Linked DNA regions of Sparus aurata: region 1 is linked to region 2. Evidence: chromatin contacts called from public Hi-C data. All regions are on one chromosome and are shown on one strand. Each heading gives the region's core, a stretch centred on a gene start, on an enhancer-like site or on the middle of the called end of the contact. The rest is flanking DNA. Distances are from core to core; before and after follow the strand shown.

What was found. Hi-C and Micro-C count contacts between places; a contact is called where the count stands out from the background.
Region 1: a Hi-C map of an unstated tissue shows a contact between it and region 2, with 6 times the contacts expected there. The contact joins the promoter of LOC115586770 here to the promoter of wwox in region 2. A contact is called at or near these places in 2 of 2 Hi-C or Micro-C datasets (skeletal muscle and an unstated tissue).

Annotation. Positions count from the first base shown.
Region 1 is chr8:8,341,458-8,347,951 of fSpaAur1.1, forward strand. It overlaps LOC115586770 (transcription factor Maf-like), which reads right to left and starts at 1,510. Exons shown (of 3, transcript XM_030426107.1): 1 at 67-1,510. The coding sequence starts at 1,043.
Region 2 is chr8:8,152,699-8,159,646 of fSpaAur1.1, forward strand. It overlaps wwox (WW domain containing oxidoreductase), which reads left to right and starts at 5,584. Exons shown (of 9, transcript XM_030426104.1): 1 at 5,584-5,835; 2 at 6,810-6,874. The coding sequence starts at 5,729. It overlaps nfat5a (nuclear factor of activated T cells 5a), which reads right to left and starts at 2,245. Exons shown (of 12, transcript XM_030425261.1): 1 at 1,891-2,245. The coding sequence starts at 1,963.

The DNA of each region.
Region 1 (6,494 bases), core at 260-2,759, 180 kb after region 2:
TTTTTTTCTCTCGGTTTCTCTGTGATGGTCGGGTATTAAAACTTTTTTTTCAGCGCCGAGACTCACATGAAAAACTCCGGGGATGAGGGGTTGTTGTCGCTGGCGGATCCTCCGTTTTCTCTGAAGCCGGTGCTGATGAGCTTCTCGTATTTCTCCTTGTAGGCGTCCCTCTCCCTGGCCAGCCGGGAGATCTCCTGCTTGAGGTGGTCCACCTGCTGTATGAGTTGCGTCTTCTCTCCCTCCAGGACGTGCCGCTGCTGGACCCGCTTGTACCGGCAGGACTGGGCATAGCCTCTGTTCTTTAGCGTCCTCCTCTTCTGTTTCAGACGGATCACCTCTTCCTTGCTGACCCCCCGCAGCTGCCGGTTCAATTCCCGCACCGACATGGTCACCAGCTGCTCGTCCGAGAACCGATCTTCCAAGCGCAAGTGCTGGTGGTTTCCCCCCGCGCCGCCGCCGGACTGAGACCCGGAGGAGGGGTGGTGTGCCCCGTTGTGGTGGTGGTGGTGATGGTGGTGGTGGTGGTGTGGAGTCCCGTTCTGAGCGGCGGCTGCAGCGATGACCGCGGACACCACGGCGGCCGCTGATCCCATCTCCTCTCCGGCCATGGCGCCCGCTGCCCCGGCTGAGCCGCCGTACTGCTGCCCTCTGGAATAGCCATCGAAGGTCTGGAGCTGGTGACTGCTGCTGATCAGCGCCTCTACGGCGTCCTCCGGGCTAAAGCCCAGAGCCTCGGGGTTCAGCTGCTGTTGGTATCCGGTCATCCAGTAGAAATCCTCCAAGTGAGCCTTCTGCTCGCTCCCTGATCCCGGACTGGGCGCCGAGAAGCTTGGAGAGGGGGGAACCGAGCTGCAAGGCGTGCTCATCGGGGTGGAAGATAGGGATCCCCCGGCGACCAGGCGGCTGCACTGGCTGATGCTGCGATCGGGCTCCACCGGCTCCTTTTTCACTTCAAACTTCATCAGATCGAAGTCATTAACATATTCCATGGCCAGGGGACTGGTGGGCAGGTCGGAGTTGCTCATTGCCAGCTCTGATGCCATCCTCTTGCTGTTGACAGTCCTCCAAAGGGGGTGAGGAGCACCTGTCAAAGTGGGCTGCTGAGACACGCACTGAGCCAGCTTGATTTCTTTATTTATTTTCTTCAAAACCGAAGAAAAAAGTGGATTTTCTCGCACTAATTGCGCAGCGCAGGTTTGGTTTCGTGAGTCGATAAGTTTTTTCTTTTTTTTTCTCTCTCTCTCTCCTTCAGTCTGTGTTGCACAGAGTAGCGCTGTTTCCTCCCTCTCTCCCAGCGTGCGGGTGTCTGAGCGCCGCTCTCTCTGTTTCTACCATTTAACACTTCATGGCTCCTTTTAGGATTAGTGCGCCAAATTGAGGAGGTTCACGTACGTGTCCCGGGCAAATAGTTGCTTTGTGGAGAATGAAAAAAAAGGGGGGGGAAAAAACTCCACCCAAGGATTGATAGATTTTTTTCCCTTTTTTTCCAGGGGATCAGTCAGCCGACGAGTTAAAAAGCATTGCTTAGTTTTATAGGCGGTCTGACGTCACACTGAAATATGAAATTGACCGAGACTCAGCCAATGAGGAGCTCAGCCGGGGGAGCTAATTAGCATAATAGTATAGAAACCCAAAGTTTTGTGAAGTGTCCGAGCCCATCAGCAGATTGACACCAGACTTAATATTCCGTCTTTTGTCACTTTTTATTTGTTATTTTTTTCTGCGCGGAAGGGAAGGAAAAGCAAATAAAAGACAGAAAACAGATTCGGAGGATTAACAGAAGATATCTGATGGTAAATATGCATGTCTCTCTCTTTTGGATTGGCGAGTCGTCACAATTTAACACATAATTCGGGTTTTTAATAATCATTTAAATACATTTTTAGACTCATTGTTTGTTTCAGCGCCGTCAGACTTTTTCTTCCGCCCTTCTGACATTCGTCGTGTCGACAGATAAATATCTTTCACAGGTGTATTTCATTAATTATGCAGGCAGATATTTTTTTCCTAATTAATGAGCCCCAAACCGTCTCTGTCTTGGCGATGAGATGCATCGAATTACATTTTTAATGATTTCCCACCGAGCGACGGATAAATAGTCAATAAATAATCCCGTACCGCAGATGAAATATCAGAAATATCAGAAATACACGTGTGCAGGATGAAGCGCAGCGTCGTGTGAGGACGGTGGAAGTGTGTGAGAGCAGCCTGGCATGAGGTCTGCGTGACTGACAGTGTTTGGAAACCCAACGTCGCCACCTTTCGGTAGAAAATAATACTTCATGTTCCTCCAGAGGTCCTGTGAGTGTCCGGCACTGCTGCTGCTGCTGCTGCTGGGTGCAAATGTGTTTTTGTTTTTTCTCTGCTTTAAATGGAACAATCTTTAATTTCTTTGAATCTTTATTTTCATGTGTGGTCTCTGTTTTTTTTCTTCCTGCTGGACAGGGAGAATATTTCACAGGACCAAATGCACATTTCTGGTTTCCTAAACAACCAAAATATTGCTTAAAATTTTTTTAAAAGGCACCAATTAAAGGAAATATACATGTTTTTTAATTGTAAGAAGAAAAACTATACATTCATTTTCCCCTCATTCACATTAAAGTCAATTTCTTGCAGGACAAACAACATCAAATCTTTTTTTTCTAATCAGAAACCACAGAGACAACTCCTCCATCTGTGTGCTGGTGGACTCTAATGGAACGATCACAGCATCAGTGTTCCTCCTCCTCTCTCTCTCTCTCTCCCTCTCTCTCTGTCTGTCTGTCTCTCTCTCTCTCCCCCTCTCTCTCTGTCTCTCTGTCTCTCTCTCTCCCTCTCTCTCCCTCTCTCTCTGTCTCTGTCTCTCCCGGTGTCTCTCTCCCTCCCTCTCTCGTCCCCGAGCACATTCCTCAGGAGTGGTGGCACATGAGAGCAAACAATAAGGAGGGCTATGCACAGAGGGACCGGAGAGTAAATAAGAGCACTCTCCCTGGAACATGTCACACGGGGAAGCTTCAGAAAACTACAAAGCCGCCAGCAGATAATCCAACTCCCCGGTGTCCCCGACGCAAGTAAATATTCTCCTGGTCCCTGTGACTGTTCGTGGGGACTTAACGTTAAACAGGAAGGATAAACATCGTGTTTTATTCATTAGAAGACACAACAGAGGCCCCCTCTGATGCTTCTGAATAAATATTAATCAGACGAGGTGTCCCATCTGATGCTGCTACATGTCGTCGCTGCTGTAGTGTAAATTCAGAGCGCAGGAAAACAACTTCTGAGTGTGTTTTTCATATTAAAGGTGGCGTTTTATGCACTCGTTTTGTGTGACTTTATGTTCAGCGACAGAAAAATCATGTCCTAACAAAGTGAGGTGAAGAAAAGTAAAGAAAAAATAGATTGTTTTAATGCAAAAAAAGGTCGTGTTTTAAACCCTGCACACCCAAAAATATCATAAATATCAGTCCCACACAGAGGGCAGTTTAAGTGCCCATATTTGATGCAGCGGTGGACACTCGCTGCTGTGTGAGCTCCAGGTTCGCCAGATCTCTTAAAACCAGGATTTATCGGACCGGGAGTCTCAAGGGTTAACAAGCAGAGTCCAGAGCCAATGCATCAGCTGTGTTACTGAGGGCTAATAGTCCAGTATGCACCTCATTCTGTCTCCCTTCGGACTTTCATGTAGGAGGCTCACTGCCATGAAGTTTACTACTTTCTTTATTTCATCGGGGATGGGATTTTTTTTTTCCTTACACTATACAGGGGTTGCACTCAGGCATATATCATAAAATAAGCTTATATACGGCAGCGGGAGGAGGACCACTTATACAGCGTTAGTGCAGGAAGTTAAGAGCGTTTGTGCACCGGTGTTATATGATTCTGCTTTATTTAAATATATTAAATATAAGTAACACACTCCAACCAGATCAGCTTTAATCAGAGGGCTCCTCGAAATAAATTAAATGTGTATAAAAATGACATTCCAAGTGGGCCGAGGAACTTCCTTTTAGTAAAACGGAGTCAACGTTCACTTACAGTGAGAGTGAAACACCTGAAGCAATCTGTAAAAAGTAAAATCTGAAGCAGTTTGTGACTCGGAGTCGTTCAGTCAAATGATTTGTGAATGAAAACAGTCGTTTCTTTGTGATCTGGTGACTCGAGTACTTTGGTCTTAGGTGTACAATCCAGCTGTGTGTTAATACTCTACTACAGCTACAGTTTGTGTTAATGAGACACCGACTGACCTTTTACAGTTCACCCCAGGAGAACACTGATGCATCCTGGGTAAAGGATAACCTGTGCTCCTGGACTTCCCTGTGATTTACTGGTACGGTGACTTTACTAATTGTTACATCTATTAAAAAAACACCCTCGTCGCGGTTTGACTTATGTGCCGCGTTGCTATAGACCTCACTTTTATTTTTCGGCGTGCTAACTCTTTGTTTTGCCTCTGGGGTTTCCCCCTGCAGTTTTTTTTAAAAGAAAAATGTTTTGTATTTAAATGTTTTGCTTAAAGAAGCAGCAGCTACTTGTGAGGCAGGGAAATGTGTTTAAAGGTGCACTATGAAGAAATTCAAACTCAGAATTTTAATAGTTACAACCTCAGAAATATTAATTTTTTCCATAAGCTGCTCTCAGAAGAAAATAAGGTCCCCAGAATACTTTCTTAAGCAGGAAAGGTGGCAGGGTCCGCCACTTATAAACAAAGTAAAACTGCATGAAATTGTGTCGTCCTTTAAGGTCAGTTTGTCACGAAAATGACAAGTTTGCTTAGTCACAAAAAAAAAGAAAAGAAATCAGTGATGAAGAAGCTTCTCTTCTGGTTAAAACATCTTCCCCAAAGATTACACAGTGCACTTTAAGACAAATACAGCAGATTACACACCATGACGTGATCCTAATAATGTGTAAAATATTATCTCAATGTTTTGGCAAAGAAAAGAAAATGGAGCGTTGCGAGCGTGGAGAAGAAAAAGTCATTAAAGCTCACTTTATGCATCTGCACGATACGCATTTTATAACCCCGCTCACTACACTCAAAATCTTGAGTGTGCCAAAAATAGCCGGACACATTACCATATTTAACAGACAGTAACTTAAATAAAATGACGGAAACCAAACTAAAGGATTTCTGCATTACCAAGATTATGCCTTATAATCATTCATTACGTTCCCAATGGGAGGTAGGCTCCGTACTCCGTCTTCAATCCCTGTTTAATGCCATATATTAAACTCTGGTGGCACTCCAAATGGGGGGACAACCAGACGAGTGGGCTCAGTGGGCTCATCTGAGACACATTTAATTAGCAGGACAGAAAATGAAATGTTTCGTGGGGTCTTAACTAACTGTTGTATCTTTTGTAATAGAATGAGGAGCTGTGAGAAGCTATTACAAGAAGGAGCATGAAGAACGGTGCCACGCTTCCCCTGCCAGTGTTTTATAGTGGGGAATAAAAGAATGCATATTAAGATAATAAGCTTCCACATCACGGAAACAAAGTGCCATATTTGCAAAGTGCTACGTCTGAGAGAACAGGCTTAGTCTCTCTCTCTCTCTCTCTCTCTCTCTCTCTCTCTCTTTCTCTCCCTTGCTATCTCGCCGTCCTGCTCTCCGATCCCGCATTAATCAGACTTTTACAACCCTTTTCGATTCATTTACCTGCTCAGGAAGCAGGTAGCAGCTCCGAGTTTGAACTGTCTGTTTATGTGTGGACTTGACAAGCTGAAAAACGCCGGCGCGGTTAATGGGGGAGAAACTGGGGCCTTCAACAAGTGAGTTTGATCATTACCCTGCAGTCTGCACGGAGTGGAACTGTGGAAACAGGATATAATATGTTCAAATAAAGGACTGACGCTCCTCTGTTGTTTTCTGCTCCGTTCTACTTCTGCTTTTTAAGCTCCACAGTGGCAGAAGTGTCCAAGTCACAACCGTCAATCATGCTCTGAGAGCCTAAAAATGGAAATAACATGTGCGGTATGAAACAACAGAGATTGGGATTCAAATGATTGGATGCTCTTGATTAGAAAACCGGGGTGTGACACACTCTCTCTCTCTGGCTCTGTGCCTGCCAGGAGGATGCTTCAACCTGGTAATTGGCCACAATGAGCAGACTTGCATGTGTCAAACTCTCCTCTTCACATCTGGTTATTGTCTCTCACAGCAGGTGGACATCACAGGCGTCGTCTGAGCAGTCTCATCTGCTCTCTGTCTCCGTGTAACACGGGACGCACACTGCTGTTATACTTTATAAAAACCAGCAGAACTGCACGTGTAGTTTAAAATACGACTGCGCGAATGGTTAACGCGATGAAGAAGATGCGGGTCGTTCACGTGTCAGCTCAGTCTGGGAGTTGGTGATTTTCACGGGGGTTTTATGAATACGCAAATAAGTGAAACTGGACGTGCTGCAGGAGGAAGTGGCTCGTTGAGGGTTCAGCAGTCCAGGTTCATGAATGCAAACACGTTCACACGCAAACACGCTAAAATTAGGTGCGAATCGTTTTGGAAGCTG
Region 2 (6,948 bases), core at 4,334-6,833:
AATGGTGGATGCCAACGAATTTACTAAAGTGAGTGTGGCCACATAGTGGGATAATGTATGAAATCGAAAAAATTAACAAAGCATAAGGAATCTTTTTGTAATGAAAATCTGGGAACCTTAATTAAAGCTGAACTAAATCACAAGGTTCCCTGCAATTAAGTGTTATCTATTTGTAACCAGACTGTGCAGGGATCATATCTGTTATGGGTGACATGGGTGACTAATGAAACAATTGTTTTAATATGCGTAACTACCTTGAAGTAAGAGCCCCGGTGTGATTAACACTGACACAGTGGGTGCAAACTGATTTGTTGTAGTTACAGACTTGAAAGAAAAGAAATCCCAGCAGTGCTTCCTTGTGGCATATATTCAAGAACCTGACACAAAACAGATATTATATTATTATAAACACTGTTTATTTTCCAGGGTTCAGAAGGTCACCATTGAGGTTTCACTTCTGCCTCATTTAAAGCCAGGAAAAACATGAACTACATGGTGCGATGCATTCTGGCAGGCCGAAATGCACCTTGGCCAACTGACCCTTCTCTCACTTTCAGTCTGATGCACATGAGCTCTCTGAGCAGCTCTTTGATGAGCAGGTCTGCTACATAGACCCCAACATGAGCATTCACCCAATTACTGAGATATAAATAAACAGTCACCATGTGATACAGTGTGGCCATATGGCAGGCTCAAGGGAGCATTTCAGGGTCACAGAGGAATGCGTTCTGCTAACTCATGAGCATCCTATACGTATCAGGGCGAGAGACCTGGGACCAGTTCTGACAGCAGGCAGGTAAGGCTTACATCGGGTTTATATGCAATCTATAAACAACCACAGATCAAAATGTAGACCACATCTAAGATCACTCCTACTGTCCCACTGACATCCAAAGCAAATGCATACATGCACGCCTCTCAGATTACCACCTCAAGAGCAGTGCACAATAACAACATACAAGGTTTGGTCATGAATAAACAATAAACAGTATTGAGTAGCAGACTGACAGACAATTTCCTTACACATGAAGTTAATCCACTTGCTAACAGGAAGGACATTAACCTACAAAGTGCTGCTGAAAGCCAAAACAGATGCACCGACCCAGCTGACTACAACAAGGCAGAATAAATGTTGGCAAGTTAGTGGCCCTGGCCCCCAGTGACCCTGCATCCTGACAGGGAGAGTGCCATTCCCTGAGCTTCTGAAGTGCCTGTAACTACATTCTTTCTGTGAAACCAGAGACTGTGTGGAGGACTGCTCTGGCCCAAATCCACATAATAAACCACTACTACAGCAGAACTACAGTCACTCCAGAAACACCAAACAGGGAGGGATAAACAAAACAACACGCGTGTACTATATTTTGCCCTTCTCTCGCGATATGAACATGCATGCTAACACACACACACACACACACACACACACACACACACACACAACACACACCTCTGCAGAATCCGAGCAAGACTTTCAGACGTCAAACCCCCTGAACAATGTGGTGGCTGGTAAGCGACCTCACGTAGCTGTGGCTAGCTAATAATATGTATCTACTATAATGCGAGCCCACCAGCCTAATGAATAATGTCAAACCCAATCACTTTCATATGATATCACGTGTCATTCGGCATAATTATGATGAGCGACCTGGCGTAACATGGTCGTCCACGCATTGTGACACGGACAGCTAACCAGCCAGGTAGTCGCCAGTGCACAAGCCAAATGCAGCTAACTAACTAAGCTAGCTAGGCTGGCTAACAGCAGAAAAGAAGCTAACTACTGCTAGCTAGCAGCTTAACATGAGCCATGAAGACATTCATTCTGCTCCCCATTAAACCAGGACGAAACGGGTTAGTGTCGTCACAGTAACATTTATGTAATAGAAATCTTACCTTTTGAGTATAGAGATTTGGGGGAATTGAGGTCGAGATCCGAGCTAAGGAGGGATATAAAATCAGAGGGCATCGCAGCGCTTCATCGAGGGGAGGGGAAGCGGACACTCTTTAGAAGAAACGAAGTCGGCAGCTTTGGGGCCAATAAATATTGCGTTGTACAAGCGGAATGTTTTTAATACACACAGTGTAACATCGAAACAATCTTAAGGCGACAAAAACAAAACTTTCAATGGCAGAAAAAAAACCGTTCGCGAGCACGCCTCACGTTAGTGTGTGTGTGTCTCTGCTGAGAGGAGACACAAACACACACTTGCCTACAGTTGGTCGGCCCACCTCTTAGCCCCTCCCCCTTTTGCTGCCGTGGGGCATGCGCCGTGGCCGGGCTGAAGCTCCAATCACACACAGGAGGGCAGTGTCACTAAACTCAATGGATGCCTCTTATCGTTATGACACATGGATCGAGCTCCTGTTACACACCTCGGGTAAGGTGGGACACGCGTGACACCAAGTTGTGTTAGTGCCAGGTGACTTGGAAAGACACTCACATTCCTCACATTCCCTGAATGTTGGATTGTTGGAGAGGTCCTGCTCTGTCCATGGTGTACTGAGCTGACCTTCCATATTAAATCTTCTCATTGAAGGTTTCTTATTTCTTTATCCAAAATTTTGTAGGTATTGACAGGCAGTGTTGGGCAGTGGATTAAAGAATAGGCTATTCACATCTTTTCCTTGAATAAATGCAGCAATACCACAACATAAAAAAACTAATAATAATGATAATACATGTTGCATTCACTATCGAAGTAAGGAAAACATACAATAAATTATGCCTAATGTTTAAAAGTCAGAGCACTGATTATGCAGCAAAATGGCCTTTATTACATTGTACTATATCTGATTATTATTATAGGTTCTTATAATGTTAGAGCTGGTGGATTTGGAGCTAATTTGAATTACTTTTAGACAGTTGGGTGGTTCAGTCTATAGCAATGCACCATATTTTATCTGAGCTCACATGTTTTGTATGGAAATATTAATAAGAAAAATATATTTCAAGTTAAAATCAAGTTTCTTGTCTGAAATATTTTTAAAAATGTATTAGTGTTTGTTTAACCAAGAAACCCTTCTGTTCATCCTGTTAAGGGTCGTTGTAAATGATAATAATAATAAAAATACTTTTGTAATACCATACATGAAAACTTCAGAGAAGGATATCGCTCCTGGAAAATATCCTACCATGTCAACCCCAGTGTTAGATCAATGTATTGGCATGAAAAATAAAACATCCCCCACTCAAATCTCGTAGAGTAAAAGTATAACGTTATATAACAACATTATGTAGAAATGGGCATTTTGTGCGATTTGGCGCCCCCCACAATTATAAATACTAAACCCAGGTCTGTAACAATTTGTCCGATGTAACATTTGATCACAACACCTGCTTGCTTTAAGTAACGTGCATTATTTTGTTAGCATTTAGACAGATCTCTCATTGAGAGAGAGAGAGTTCATTAATGACCTTATGACAATCGCAACTGAGCAAACTCTATCCGTTACTGAAGACTGTGGTGTAGTTAAAGGAACAGGAAGAAGCTCAAGAGTGGATCATGAGTCAAGATGATTTCGTCACAGCTTCCATGTTTCTTTGATGCAGCGGTGGTGTTAATAAGCTTCCTGATGAAAACACCACAACAGCTGATTGTCACAACTCATGCTCAATGACTGGGTGAGCGGCTGTCATGTGGAGAAGCAACAGAATAACAGCCTGAGCCATCGTGCTCTCCTCTCTTGCGTGTCCCAGATTGTCACTACAGTGGTTGTCTACCTCAGCTCCAGAAGCCCGTGGCCTGAAGTGTGACAGCGTTCATTCTACGTCAAGGTTCAGTGCTGTTTCGCCTGCTTGGGGGAAGTTGTTTGCCAGGTAACCACAGTTCAGCCCTGCACAATTTGCACTGCCTGAAACATCCTGAATTCTTTGAAACTGTGCCACCGTGACAGGGTCGACTAGATCACAGCAGATTGTAATGCTTTAGTACATCTGCAACTTGACTGCTTCACATTTTTGGGGAAGTAGAGAATAAACGAGGGATGCTATGTGCCAAACTGGAACTGAAGGAAGAGTCTGTTGTGCAATGAGTAAAATTAAAGTTAGCATCTTGGCAGTCGATCATATTAGACCAGTTGCACGGCTGAACAAGCGTCAGCAGATTCTTCAAAGTCATTACGCATGACAGCAAGTTTTTCCCAGAAGCCATGAAATATCCAAAGTAAAACCACTCTTCGTGTCCTTCACAGTAATAACACAACCTGCTCACTTAAAGCAGCAGTTGAACCACATCAATAGCAAACAGGAGTGGCACAAGAGTGGAATTCAAGAAAAGTAGCCTAGTGTGCAGAGCAGCCACTGTGTGAGTACATAACAATGCTGCTACTATTGATAGTTTGTGAGGGGGCAAGTGGCAAGCTATAAAGCAGAAACTGGATAAAGCTCCTTTGTATATGCTTATGTGGCTCTCCCTGCTGCAACTTTCTGCTTTACAACCACGTTAAACTTCAAAGAAAGCACGACAATTTTATACCATACACCTGCTGTCATGACTAATTTCCTTGGTTAGTAAATGAACATCAGCAGTTTGACAGAATGACTAATAATAAAGAGACAAATTCAGTAAATAAATATACAATTCTTCCTTTAAGTCATTTTAAGAAAGCAAACATAAAGACACAAATGATTGACTCACATACAATCTATGCATACAAAAAAGTTAAGTATAATATGAACATATGAAAGAATGAATTAACACACCCTTTTCCGACAAACACAGGTGTTTCTGATAACATTAGTAATGGTTTCCTCTCAAGTGTCCCATGAAAGTGAGCGAGCGTGCACAATGCCAGGAAACCCTGGAACTGAGGCAGCTCAGTGAAATTCACCCATCATTTTTTCCTCATGTCATGTCAAAATGTCCTCTGTAAAAGAGACCTATTTGAATGATGTTTGAATGCAGGTTAGAACAGTTTCAGTACATAGAAAAGACGAGCGGCTGATGGGGAAGTGACTCATGTTCTCCTTCTTTCTACTGTGGTATGCTGGTTAGTCAAGTTTCCAGGATGGATCTGCTATTATCATATCGATTTAATGACTCTTTTATTACATTTTCCTGATGCCCTGTTCCATAATAGTTGTGCAGCCATCGGCAGACAGGCGGGACACCTGCTACAGGTAGCCTAACAGGTTTACAGGCAGGTAAAGGAGCAGGAACAAGGGAACACTGCTGCCTTTGCATACAGAAGAGCTGGTTTGCTAATGAGGAGCAGCTGTGCAGGACAGTGTCGGGTCACACAGGCTCATGACTTGTGTCTTCCAATTTAACTATGCTATACGTTAACATAAAATACTTTATTATGAACACATAAATACAGCAAATATGCACCATGTGTCTTTGTGCGTAATAGCTCTTGGTCCTTTCAGTTTATGGTGCTTATATTTAACTTTAAGCTCGTCAATGATTACACTAACCGGCCTATTACGGTTTTAATCATTACAGTCATAAAAGTAGTTTATAAGGCACATAATAACTTTTTGAAGACGGGCTTTATTAAACATTGACCTCTTTGGTTAAGGTTGACCTTGCTGTGCCAACCCGACGCACACGCCTCCTCCAGCCTCAATTTCCCAGACGTCTATTCGGCTTACGTCACAGTGTTGTTGCGGAAGTGCCGGGAAACGCTGTGTGTGTGATTTTTGACAGCTTGCATTCATCCTTCAGAGCAGATATCCAGCAACGGTTAAGTGGTTGTTGCGCCGTCGTTTACGTGATTTAAAAAGTGAGTTATGGCGGCTCTGAAATACGCAGGTATGGACGATACAGACAGCGAGGATGAGTTACCTCCCGGGTGGGAAGAGAGATCCACGAAAGATGGTTGGGTCTACTATGCAAAGTAAGTGGGACAGATGTAGTAACGCTAACTGTCAGCATTCAGGAGTTTAGCCGAAGCCCCCCTCACAACCAACGGATAATGTCGGCTAACACGGCTTGCTAGCTGCACCGGTTTATTTAAGCTAGCGTGAGTTAGAAAATGCACAGAGCTCACGTCACGGTTGGTTTTGGTGCTAAAAAAGATGGACTGTTTAATGTGAAACGTTTTTTTATGACTGGCAGCGAGACTCAAATTGAAGTAAGAGTTGTTATCAGTACTGTAGCTCAGAGGCTGTGACGATGGGACAGTGGTGGGTGATGGGACAGAGCAGTAGGTGGCTTGTGGGGGGCCACAGGAAGAAGACACAACCTGTGGGGAGACACAACAGTGCCGAGATACTTGCTCAACATTTCATTTTATTCTGTGCGTCAGTGTCTGTCATTGATATGATGAAGTCTAGTGTGTAGTATAGCTACTCTGAGTAAATAACACTACTGCCACTATTGATATTTTGTGAGGGGGTCAGTGTCTGTCGTTTATATGTTTGAAGCTGGTTTGCATGTGATGTCAACGGTGATGTACTGTGGTTTCTTTCTTGTGATAAATACTACTTGTTGTGAGTCGCTTTGGACAGAAGCTTCTGCTAAATGCCCTAAATGTAAATGTTTAAAGTTGGTTGTTTTGTGAAGCCCTCTCTATATGTATTCTTTTGTTAATATGTGTCATGTCTCCTTTTATTTCCCTCACCAGCTGTTGTTATGATTGTGTGTGCCTTTTCTATAACACCATTCATGGGGTTGCCTTTCATTTATGCTATACATTCTGTTGTTGTGTCTTTTCATGTGCAGCATCACGGCGAACATCAAATCTACTCTGATCAATATGTGCTGTTCTCAGTACATTATAAATACGTAGATGAATGAATGAATGAGGTAAAGTAAGGAGCAAAGCCAGGGTCATTTTTTCAATCTTCTTTTGTGTCTGTGCACCAACAGCCACGATGAGATGAAGACACAGTGGGAACATCCCAAGACAGGAAAGAAGAAACGTTGTGCTGGAGGTTTGCTATATTAAAGTGTTTTTCCAGTGTCTTACATGTATTTCTATGTGCGTGAGGCTCACTTAAAGTGGTTT